2 separate regions of the Sus scrofa genome follow, and region 1 is linked to region 2. A link is a contact called in public HiChIP or PLAC-seq data. All regions are on one chromosome and are shown on one strand. The core of a region is the stretch at or near the end of the contact, and the rest is flanking DNA. Distances in the headings are between cores, read along the strand shown. Region 1 holds the start of NBEAL1 (neurobeachin-like protein 1). Region 2 holds the start of FAM117B (protein FAM117B).

What was found. HiChIP or PLAC-seq counts read pairs in DNA pulled down with a chosen protein or histone mark.
Region 1: an H3K27ac HiChIP or PLAC-seq map of alveolar macrophages shows a contact between it and region 2. The contact joins the promoter of NBEAL1 here to the promoter of FAM117B in region 2. A contact is called at or near these places in 1 of 47 Hi-C or Micro-C datasets (heart right ventricle) and 2 of 2 datasets of contacts at active chromatin or transcription factors (alveolar macrophages and skeletal muscle).

Annotation. Positions count from the first base shown.
Region 1 is chr15:106,512,777-106,518,500 of Sscrofa11.1, forward strand. NBEAL1 (neurobeachin-like protein 1) reads left to right here and starts at 3,506. Exons shown (of 55, transcript XM_021075109.1): 1 at 3,506-3,661; 2 at 4,528-4,811. The coding sequence starts at 4,761.
Region 2 is chr15:106,181,062-106,187,159 of Sscrofa11.1, forward strand. FAM117B (protein FAM117B) reads left to right here and starts at 2,156. Exons shown (of 8, transcript XM_003133590.5): 1 at 2,156-2,952. The coding sequence starts at 2,343.

The DNA of each region.
Region 1 (5,724 bases), core at 2,256-4,755, 330 kb after region 2:
ATTTAACAGTTTGAGAAGCAACATGTATGATAATATTATCACCTTTGTTTATGAACACATTTATTATTTTTGCTGTAATTTATACATTGATTAAATTTATGTTTTATACTGTTTTTTTGTTTGTTTGTTTTGTTTTGTTTTTTGGCATGCTTAAGTTCCTGGGCCAGGGACTAAACCTGTGCCATGGCAGGGATAATGTCAGATCCTTAACCCACTGAGCCACTAGGGAACTTTATTTTTTTGTCTTTTGTCGGGCTGCACCCACAGCACATGGAGCTTCCAAGGCTAGATGTCCAATCGGAGTTATAGCTGCTGGCCTATGCTACAGCCACACCAATGCCAGGTCCAAGCCAAGTCTATGTACTACACCAAAGCCCATGGCAATGCCTGGATCTTCAACCCACTGAGTGAGGCCAGGGATCGAACCTACAACCTCGTGGTTCCTAGTCAGAATTGTTTCCGCTATGCCATGACAGGAACTCCCTTTTTTTTTTTTTTTTCTTTTCTTTTTTTTTATGACTGCACTCAGAGCATATGGAAGTTTGCAAGCCAGAGACTGAATCTGAGCTGCAGCTGCAACCTATGCCACAACTGTGGCAATGCCTGATCCCCAACCAACTGTGCCAGGCCGGGGAGCAAACCTGCACCTCTGTAGTGACCTGAGCTAACACAGCTGGATTCTTAACCCACTGCACCACAGTGGGAACTCCTATAGAGCTGTTTTATTATGAATCCAACATGCTATAACTAAATTTGTAGTGGGAGGAAAACTGGAGGTGGAAATAGTACAGATACATAGTGAAATAGGTATTTTTTTTCATTATGCAGTATGCAGATGTTTATTGAGCTCCTACTGTGTATAAGACACTGTCCAAAAGACTTGAAAGCAAAGTCTCTGTTTTCATGGTGCTTAATTTTACTAGGGGGGAAACTCACACTAAACAAATAAATTATATGTCATCTGATAAATACTATGGTGAAAAATAGATTAAGGGAGAATAGGGGATGCTTTTTTCTTTTTTGTCTTTTTAGGGCCAGACCTGCAGCATATGGAAGTTCCCGGGCTAGGGACTGAATTGGCTGGCCTATGCCACAGCCACAGCAATGCAGTTCCGAGCAGCGTCTGCAACCTACACTGCAGCTCACAGCAATGCTGGATCCTTAACCCACTGAATGAGGCCAGGGATTGATCTCACTTCCTTATGGATACTAGTTGGGTTCCTCACCACTGAGCCACAATGGGAACTCCGGGGATGCTGTTTTCTAAAGAAGTGTCAGGGAATGCACGCAGATGTCTTAGTCTGTTTGGGCTGCTACAGAAAATACCAAAGACTGGGTAGTTTATAAACTGAAATTCCTTTTTCACAGTTCTGGAGGCTGGAAGTCCAAGATTAGGGTGCTAGCATGGTTGAGTGAATGCCCTCTTCCAGGTCCCAGATTTCTCCTTGTATCCTCACTTGGTGGAAAGGGTTAGGGAGCTAGTTAAACCTATTTAATAAAAGCACTAATCCCATTCGTAAGGGCTCCTCCCTCATGACTTAGGGCCTACTTCCTAATACTATTACCTTGGGGGGGTGGTATGTCAACATATGAATTTTGGGAAGACACAAACATTCAGAGTACATCAATGGACAAGTGATTCTTTTTTTTTTTTTTTTTTTTTGGCTGCCCTGTGGCATATGGAGTTCCGGGCCAGGGATCATATCCAAGCCAAAGTTTCCACCTACACCACAGTTGTGGCAACATGGGATCCTTTAACCCACTGTGCAGGGCTGGGGACTGAACTTCTGTCTTGATGCTGCAGAGACGCTGTGGATCTCATTGCACCATAGTGGGAACTCTGAACATGGTGATTCTTCAACAGAGACTTGAAGATTGTGTGTGGGCATCTGGGGAAACAATATTCTGGGTAAAGTCCCAGAGAGTGGAATGTGCTTTGTGAATTTGAGGAGCAGCATGGAAGCCATGTGTCTGGAGTGATATAAGGGAAGGCCAGAATAAAATAGTTGGAGATGTTAAAGAGGGAAGTGTGGGAGGAAAACATAAGTCCTTGTTGGCCCTTTTAAGTGGGATGGGAATCCACTGCAAAGTTTTGTGCAAAGGATGTAACATCTTATTTCTATGCTGAAAGGTCATTCTTGTTGCTATGTTGAGACTAATCCATGAGTGGGGTGAGTGTACAGGCAGAGGCAGAGAGACAAATGGGGAGGCTACTACAATAATCCATAAAAGATTTAGTAGTAACTCACATCCTGGTGGTAGTGGTGTAGAAAAATAGTTAGATGTGTTTTGAAGATACAGCTGAAAGGCTTAGTCTGAATGTGACATATATAAAAAAGACAGCGAGGATACTTGTTAGGTTCTAGGAGAATGAAGCAGCTAATTACTAAAACGGGGAATATGGCAACAAGGGTAATTTCTTCTCCTCCTGCCACTTCCAAAATTTTCACATGTCATTTCACAGGTCTGCTGGAGAACCAAGAGATTTTGAAAAGGCACAGTTTGCTAACAACTACCCCAAATTATTCAAAACTCTGCTACCTTAGGGAGCAATTGTAAAGGAATGAGTATGGCTGTTTTCCAACAAACTTTAAAAACAATGGAATTTGAATTTCATCTAATTTTCACATATCATGACATATTATTTTGATTTTTGTTAAGTTTTCAAGTAGGATGGTCTGCAAAACCTAAAATATTTTTTCTCTGTACACTTTGCCAGCTACTGATATTGATGGAAGGAAGATGGGACACTAGTGATGGTATACGGGATTTCATTATACTAGTTTACTTTTGTATACTGTTTGACATTTTTCACAATAAAAGTTTTTTAAAAATGTTTAGGTGTACTAATCTCATGCGTCTTTCCCCAACTCCTTAAGCACCTTTCCCCCTAAAGTGGTCTATAGCTAGTAAATGCAGTTGTTTTCCTTTCGTATCTTTTTTTTTTTTTTTTTTTTTTAAGAGCAAAGCCCTTTTAATTCTTTAGTAGTGATGAAACAAGCCCGTTGTGCTTGACACTCAGCGACAGCGGAAGTATGAGACACAAACACGATAAAGGATTTTGGGGTGCGTGTGGGAGCAATTGTCTGTTCTTACATTAGCGTACACTCTCAGGACCAATCCCCTTTTTACAAAAAGAAATCAAAATGAAATCCTCTTTAGTTATCACCGTAGGGTTCCCTGCCCTCCAATGATTCCCGGAAATGACGCCACGAGCCGAACGCTCTGTCTGCCCATCCCCGGCAGCAGCAACGGGTGGACGTAAGCACGTCGTCGGTCCTTAGTCTCGTTCAGCTCGGGGCCGACAGGAGCGCCCCACCGGGAACCGGCCGCCGGGTCTTCAGAAGCCGGGTCGACTGCGACTGCGCAGGTATGCTGGGGCGAGGCTTCAGGTCATCCCGCCCCTTCCCAGCCTTCGCAACCAATGAACAGCTAGTGCCCTGGGGCGGGTAAATCCTTAGAGGCCAGAATGATTAGCCGAGAGGAAAGCCCCTCCTCTGGCCCCCTCCCAGCCTCCCGCCCCGCCCCGTGCGGTCGCCGCCCCGCCTCCCTCTCCTGCCCGCCTGCTTAGCTGCGGGGTGACACGGGGCTTCGCTGGGGAAGGGGGGGGCAGGGAAGCAGATTAGACGGCCTGGCGGCGGCGGCAACACGACCCCCCAATGTGAGCGTGGTGAGGCGAGCGGGTCGTAGGGAAGAGGGGGCCGCGTGGCAGAAATGGGAGGGCCCAGGGTGTTTGGGGGTGAGGGCGCGGTAGAGAGGGGGGCGGCCGTGAGGGGGCGAGGTCGACCCGGATGCGGTCGAGAGGGCGTGGGTAGTGGGTCGCGGAACGCCAAGCTCGCGTTGCCCCTTTGCCAAAGCTTCTCTTGGCGGCTCGGCTCGCATTAAGTTTGCCTCCCTTTCTCGGTTGCCCGGGATGCGAGGAGGAAATTTAAAGGTCCCCAAAACACTCGGAGGTTTTCCCGAGGTGTTTTCCTTGCCGCGCCGGTGTTTTCCTTGTGCGCTCCTTAACTGGATGGAGAGGTAGCGAGGCCAGGTGGAAAGGTCGACTTTCACTCCCTGAGGATTGTTGCAACAAACAAACCAGAAATTCTTCCCCCTCCTCCCCACGCCCTGCCCTGCAACACAGCGACAAACATTCCCAAGAAGTTTTAAGAAGCAGCCTAGAGAATTCCAAGGGATTCTGTCTTTGAAATATGTCAGTATGTGTGCTTTTTCTTATGTTTATAGAAAATGTATGAGTGGGAACGGCGTTTTTGCTGCTTACTATCATTGGACACATTTTTTGTTATGAAAAATACTCATCTTTGAGTTCTGCCCAAGAGGATTCTGATTTTCTGTTGATGTGAAATATTGTATTAGCTGTGATGTTTTTCTGAAATACCAATTTCTGTGAAATCCGATCAGTTGTGAAAGCTTAGCCAGTTGTTTGTGGGCAGTGAAGAAAATAAATCTCTAGTTTTTATAAACCCATAATTGTTAATATGGCCTCTTGTTAAAGGGAATCTTGCATCTTTTTCTCTTTTACAGATTTATGTAATTGCCCAAAGACCACTGATGAATATATGTTGGAATAACTGCTGAAACTGAATCTTATTAACCAGAAAGCAGACCGTCCTTTGTTTCACTTCTTTTTGTTTTCCCTACTGCTTTGAGTTTTATTGTAACAGCTGAAAAACTTGGAAAATAAAATGAACATACTGTGGTCTTGAACACAATTTTTTTTTTTGAGGAAAAATTAAAGTGCCAGAGTGAAAGCCAGAATGGCATCCAGAGAGAGACTCTTCGAACTTTGGATGCTTTATTGTGCGAAGGTAACTACTTTTCTTTCTATTTCTAAGTTTTAAAATACTTTGTTATAAAAACTTTTGTAACTGCCATTATTAACATTTTATTTAATGGATAATATCATGTTTATTTATAGTAATGACCTCAAATGTAAAAACGCAGGATTTTCTGTTTTCTGCTTTTGCAAGTTCGAACACATACCCAATATTGGCATGTTATTAAAAAGTGTACGGTGTGCTTTTATTTATTTTTTGTCTTTTTTCAGGGCAGCACCCGTCACATATGCAAGTTCCCCAGTTAGGGGTCAAATCCGAGCTGCAGCTGCCTGCCTATACCACAGCCATAGCAACACCAGATCCGAGCTGTGTCTGTGACCTGCACCACAGCTCGTGGCAACCCCAGATCCTTAAGCCACTGAACAAGGCCAGGGATTGAATCCAAGTCCTCATGGATACTAGTCGGGTTCCTTGCAGCTAAGCCAAGATGGTAACTCCTAGGGTGTGGTTTTAACTTGATATTTTTCTTCAGTGATCCTAACATTATATAAGTAAAACTATGACCTTAAGATAAAAATATTTATATTTTTGTTTGGTTTTTTTCCCTCTCACAAGTGGAAGTACTGATAGAGATATTTTTATAAGACCATTAAACATTTTTCTCATAATTAATCTTTTTTAAGTTGTATAAAAAGGTTATTGTATAAAAGGGCTATAGACTTGAGGTGGTTACTGTAAGCTTGCCCTAATGCACCTTAGAAGCATTGTCTTACTTGATCCTCACAATCATCATGTGAAACGGGTATTGTAATTATCCTTTTTGACTGATGAGAAAAACTGATGCAGAGGTTAAAGAGGCCAATGAGAAGCAGGCACTTCTGCTTCTGTACCTAGTTGGACTCTGTACTGTCTGATTCTAGTCCATGCTCTTATCCATTATGAC
Region 2 (6,098 bases), core at 906-3,405:
GTGTTGATATCAGTACTTACCTCAGAAAAGCTAACAGTCTCTTGCCACTAACAAATAGGTCTCCAGTTTGGTGACAACAAATGTAATTGATCAGGAAGCCTAAGACACTGGGGCTGCTGAACTCCCTTGGTTTAACTCAGTAGTATGCATTGGGGTCCTACTTTGTGAAGGACCAAGTGCCAGATACAGCTTCCAGGACCTCCTTATTTAAAGGCTTATCTTCTCTCTTACCCATTGTTTTAAGACTGGACTTAGCTCTCTGCATGGATCTTGTTGGCAGTTTCCATTGTGTCCTGTCTAGAGAGAAGCTGTTTTTCTCTTCATTCCAGGTTGTGGGGCAGGCTGGGTAATGATGTCGGGTCTATTGAGAGCACCAGATAACCTGGGAAAAGGGCTTGGGGCTTCTCTTTGTGGTGGGGAAGAGAAGAGGAATGGGTGTTAAGGAGAGATGTGGGCCTCTGAATCACAAGGAGATTCAGTACTGAGTGCCTTCTAGGCACCACATTCTCATTTAGCCCTTGGTTAATAAGAACAAGTGTATAAAGGGGATGGTACTGTTTAACTGCATTTTACAGCTAAGAATGCTGGCTAGTGACTTATCCAAGGCCATAGAGTCTGTGGTGGATCTGGGATACAAATCTTTTCTCTAGGTCTTCAAAGGCTTTCCTGCCACAGTGCACAGCACCCAGGAGAATTTCAGGTCTGGAGTGGAACACACTGGGCTCTCCACTCCCATATTTTCACAAGATGAAATCTGTGTAGAATGTATAAAGAATAAAGTATTAGGGAGTTCCTGTTGTGGCTCAGTGGTTAACGAATCCGACTAGGAACCATGAGGTTGCGGGTTCAATCCCTGGCCTCGGTCAGTGGGTTAAGGATCCTGCATTGCTGTGAGCTGTGGTGTAGTTCGCAGACGCGGCTTGGATTTGGTGGTGTTGTGGCTGTGGTGTAGGCTGGTGGCTGCAGCTCCAATTATACCCCTAGCCTGGGAACCTCCATATGCCTCGGGTGTGGCCCTGAAAAGACAAAAAAAAAAAAAAAAAAAAAAAAAAAAAAGGAATAAATTATTAAAGGGAAAAGAGGTCATGGACAGGCAATTTTTAGCCTGAGAGGTGAGTATGTGGAGTATGGGACTACCATTTTTTTTTTGTCTTGATGAGGAGCCTCTAAGGTTATTTTAAAACTGGTCTTACTGAGTTCTTGCCCATACTACAAAGACCTATTTCCTCCACTACACATCAATATGAATGGCTCATCCAGTTGTGTCTCAAATAATGACTGTGAGGATAGAAACAAAACCCTTTGAAAACTCTGACACTTAACAGACTTGTAAGGCAGCAGACATCTTTCCAAGGTTATCAGGGAAGTGTGAGGTAGCTGATTAAAATCAATTCTTGATTACTCGCGATGCCAGAAATGTAGCAACAGTATTTGGAAACTGGACTTCATATATACAATCTAAAACCGCTTTTTAACCAGCAATTTTAACCTTTCTGAGATTTGGTTCTTTCTAGAGACTGGGGGAAAAAAAAAAAAAAAAAAAAAGGAGATGTGTAAAAATGCCAGTAAGACTTATTAAATTTCTTTTCCTTTGAGTCCTGTCCAAACATAGGCGGAATTAGGACAGAACAAAAAGATCAAGAAAAAAAAAGCCAGAAAGAGACGCACGCACAAGGACTGTGCCAGTTAATACTGAGGTAAGGAAATGAGTTTTGGGGGAAAGACTTCAGATATCCCTGGGGATCGCTCTGGTTCAGGGCATTCCCTTTGGCAATATTCCAGAATCTGAGTCCCCAGGGTTCCACACAGTATAAAGTGAAAGACGCGCGTGGCCAGGCGCGCGCGTACGCGTGTACACTCACGTGTACACACACACACACACGCACACGCGCGCGCGCACTCTACACATACACACAGCCTGTTTCCTCCGCTCCCCCTCCACCCCCGCCCCCCCCGGGGGGGGCGGGTCTCTTTCTCTTTAAAGAGCAGACGGTCTCCGAGCAAACCCAGGCTCTCTAAGGCCCCGGGGGCCCGGGACCCGAGCTGCTCGCAGCCAATGGGTGCGGTGGAGCGGCTCGAGCGCGGCTGACGCTACACCAATGGGCGCTCGCGGGGGGCGGGGGAAGCGGCGGAGACACTATTGTTGATGAGGAGGAGCAGCGGCGGTGGCGGCTGCACCATCTCTTTGCTGCTGGCCGTGGCCTGGGCACCTCCCGCACCCCGGATTCCGGTTTCGTCACCCCATCGCGGGGGCCTTCCCTCCGGCTTCGAGAATCCTTCCCCCGCAACCCAACAACAACAAAACCCCACGTCTCGCCCAGTCACCGGGGAGGGGGGGGACTATGTCCCAGCGGGTGAGGCGCAATGGGTCCCCCACGCCGGCCGGCTCCCTTGGGGGCGGTGCGGTCACCACGGCCGGGGGATCTGGGAGCCGCCTGCAGCCCATGAGGGCGACGGTTCCGTTCCAGCTGAAGCAGCAGCAGCAGCAACATGGCAGCCCCACGAGGAGCAACGGCGGCGGCGGCGGCGGCAACAACAACGGCGGCTGCTGTGGTGGCGCCTCAGGCCCCTCGGGCGGCGGCGGCAGCTCCGGCGGCGGGGCCCCGCGCACCGCCTCGCGCAGCACAAGCCCCACGCGGGGCGGTGGGAGTGCGGCCGCGCGCACCAGCCCCACGGTGGCCACGCAGACGGGCGCGTCCGCGACGTCCACGAGAGGCACCAGCCCCACGCGCGGCGCCGCGCCCGGGGCTCGCGGGAGCCCCCCACGACCGCAGCCCCCGCCGCCGCTGCTGGGCACCGTGTCGTCTCCTTGCTCGTCGCCCACCCACCTGTGGACAGGCGAGGTGAGCGCGGCCCCACCCCCAGCCCGCGTTCGGCACCGGAGGAGGTCCCCGGAGCAGAGCCGAAGCTCCCCGGAGAGGAGGAGCCCTAGCGCCCCGGTTTGCAAAGCAGGTACGTGCTGGGGGCCGCGCGGCGAGGGGAAGGGGTCCCGGGCTCCCGCTGCTACCGCGCGGGGACTGCAGCGTTGCCGCGGAGCTGGGGTGGTAGGGGGCGGGGCCGGGGGCGGGGCCCGGGCGGTGCAGCCGCGTCTTCCCGGGCCTTCCCGGCGCCCCCAGCAGCTCCCCTCCCGCCTCTTTGGTCTCTGCGTCGGCCCCGCGTTGGTGTCCGTCAGTGGAGGTGCATTCGCTAACCTTGTGCTTGGGCTGATGCGTTAATGATAAACCTCGGGGTTCTGGTCGCGCGCTGGTTACTTCTTACCCTCCCTGGGGGATGAGGCTCGGAATGGTTTGTCACTTTAGTGACATGGCTAATGTTAGTATAGCACATCTCTGTGGTTGAGTATTTCCGTTTGACAAAACAGTTTGAGATTTGGGGGCCTTGAATGCTTTAGTATAGCAGGTTTGGTTGGGTCTCTGAAGAGGGAGCGGGTTGTTTCCTAAGACTTGTTAAATGGGTAGCAAAAAGTGAAAAATAAGTAAGATTCTTTTGGAAGGTTTTTGGGCTTTGAGGGTCTGAGTGTTTTCTGATATACTGATTTTGTGGTTAAGATGTAAAACCGTTAAAAAAAAAGATCCAAGGTTTGTCTCCTTGTTACTATTTTAGCGATCAGAAATTTGTTTTTCTTTAGATCTGGGAGCTTTTTTGGGGAAGGTTCTGAATGGAGCCGTTGGGTTCCACAGGAGTCAGTCATAAAGAGTAACTCAAAAGAGAAATTCACATTGTAGAAGTGAAAAGAGATAAAAATTATCATCTGATTGCCTTCCTGTTGGAATCTAGTGGAAAGAGAAATGGGTGGTTTTTAGCTTATGTATTAATACTGCCAACATATGCCTTTGTTTTTCTCTGGGGAATTTCTGTTAGAATCTTTCAGGCTTAATGGCTGGATATTTCAGGAAGCTTAGTACAGTACTTCCTAACCAAATTAAACAGATGAAGTGGTTTCAAGAGGTCATTCAAAAATGCAAGGCATAGGATGTATCTTTTTTATTTATTTTATCAAAGATTTTAGACAATGGATACATTTTTGGGAGAGAATTGTCCTGAAGAATGATCACTAGTGTTTTCTGACTAGAAAAAGAGTACTGTTTTAAACCTTTTGGAAATGCAAAGTGCTTTTTAAAAACTTTGTTCAAAGAAGCCCCTCCCCCTCAAATAATAGCTCTTAGGGAACTCCTATTTATGTGGGTGATTTACCTACAAGATCTCATTTTAACTTTCCCAGTAGGTTTTAGAGAGGTTAAATAACAAGGGGTAGAGTGGATATTTAAACTCTGCTGAGTGGTCCTCCAAAAACATGTTTTTTACATTATATCAAGGAGATAGCTTCATGATAGCTTCATGATGTGTAAGACTAAACCTGGGAAATATATAACACACCAAAATTTATTTATTTGTTTATTTATTTGGGCTGCACCCACAGCATATGGAAGTTCTCAGGCCAGGGACTGAATCTGAGCTACAATTGTGACCTATGCTGTAGCTGCAGACAACACTGGATTCTTAACCCACTGGGCCACAGGAGAACTCCACACGTGCTTAGTTTTTGAAGCAGCTCTTAGAGGTATCTGGTGAACATAATTGCTTCAGTTTGCCTTAACCTTCTGGAGCTGGCAGAGAGTGGCAGGTGGAAGAGGAGAGCTACTTAAGTGAGTGGTAGAGATGGAGGAAGGAGGTGGTGACCCCAGTTTGATAAGAATCTGACTACCCTTTCAACTATTTGACCTTTAAAGAAGCAGCAGCAACCTGATGGGAACCAGGTTAAATTAAGTGTTGGCAATGAGTGGTGGAAGGTGCTCTTATCTCTAGAAGGGCTCTATTTGCTGGAGTCTTGGGTTCTTCATGTGCCTGCTCATCCTGTTGCCCCAAATTTCTTTCTCTCAGGTCTGTCATTACATAGAATATTCATACTGTTAAAATTGACCCTTCTCATTAGCCCTCCCACCTCTACCCAACCCTCCCCTCTCAAAAAAAGAAAACCAGAAAAATAAAAACTCTTTTTTTTTTTCCTCTAATGCAGCATTCACACCTAGGTGTGGAAAGGGATACTGCCTGTTAATCATTAAGTTATGCTGAAATAAATATATGATAGTTTTCTTCCCAGAAATGTTTTCTTTTTTCACTGTAATGAACTTCCATGCAGAATGGGACTCATATTTTCTGATTGCAATTTTTTTAATAATTTATTTTTTCCATTATAGCTGGTTTACAGTGTTCCGTCAATTTTCTACTGTACAGCAAGGTGACCCAGTCATACATACATGTATACATTCTTTTTTCTCACATTATCATGCTCCATCATAAGTGACTAGACATAGTTCACAGTGCTATAAAGCAGGATCTCATTGCTTATCCGTTCCAAAGGCAATAGTTTGCATCTATTAACCCCAAATTCCCAGTCCATCCCACTCCCTCTCCCTACCCCTTGGCAACCACAAATCTTTTCTCCAAGTATGTGATTTTTTCTGTGGAAAGGTTCATTTGTGCCATATATTAGATTCCAAATATAAGTGATATCATATGGTGTTTGTCTTTCTCTTTCTGACTTGCTTCACTTAGTTTTCTGATTTTAATTAAGTCTTTCTAGCACAAACTAGACCATTTGCTGTTTTTCTCAGACTAAATCTGGGAGAAAAGAGAAAAAGTCTTTTAATCAAAAGATGCCCCTTTAAAATTTATTATCATTATTTTAAAATTGAAGTATAATTGATTTACAGAGTTTCAGGTGTACAGTAGAGACTCCATTTTTGATTAAAAGAAGATTACTGCCAGTTTGCAGCCTCATTGAAATGTAGAAATCCTTATTGGTAGAGGGCAAGGGTCTACCTCATAAGTAAACCTCATGTGACTCAAATTCCAGGGTCCATTTAGATTAGGCTGTCAGCTTCTAGGTGTCTCTCAGGTGAACTGGAAGCCCAAATCTTTGTTAGGAATCCAATATCTGAAAGCCCCTATTTTGAAGGTCTAATGACCTTTAGAGGGGTGTCTCTATTCAGTCAGTTCCTTACCCAGTTGCTTTATCCCCCCAGGGTTAGAGCTAATCATTGATCCAGAAGTTCCTTCTTTTGATTCTATAAAGTAATCCAAGCCCCATCCCTGAC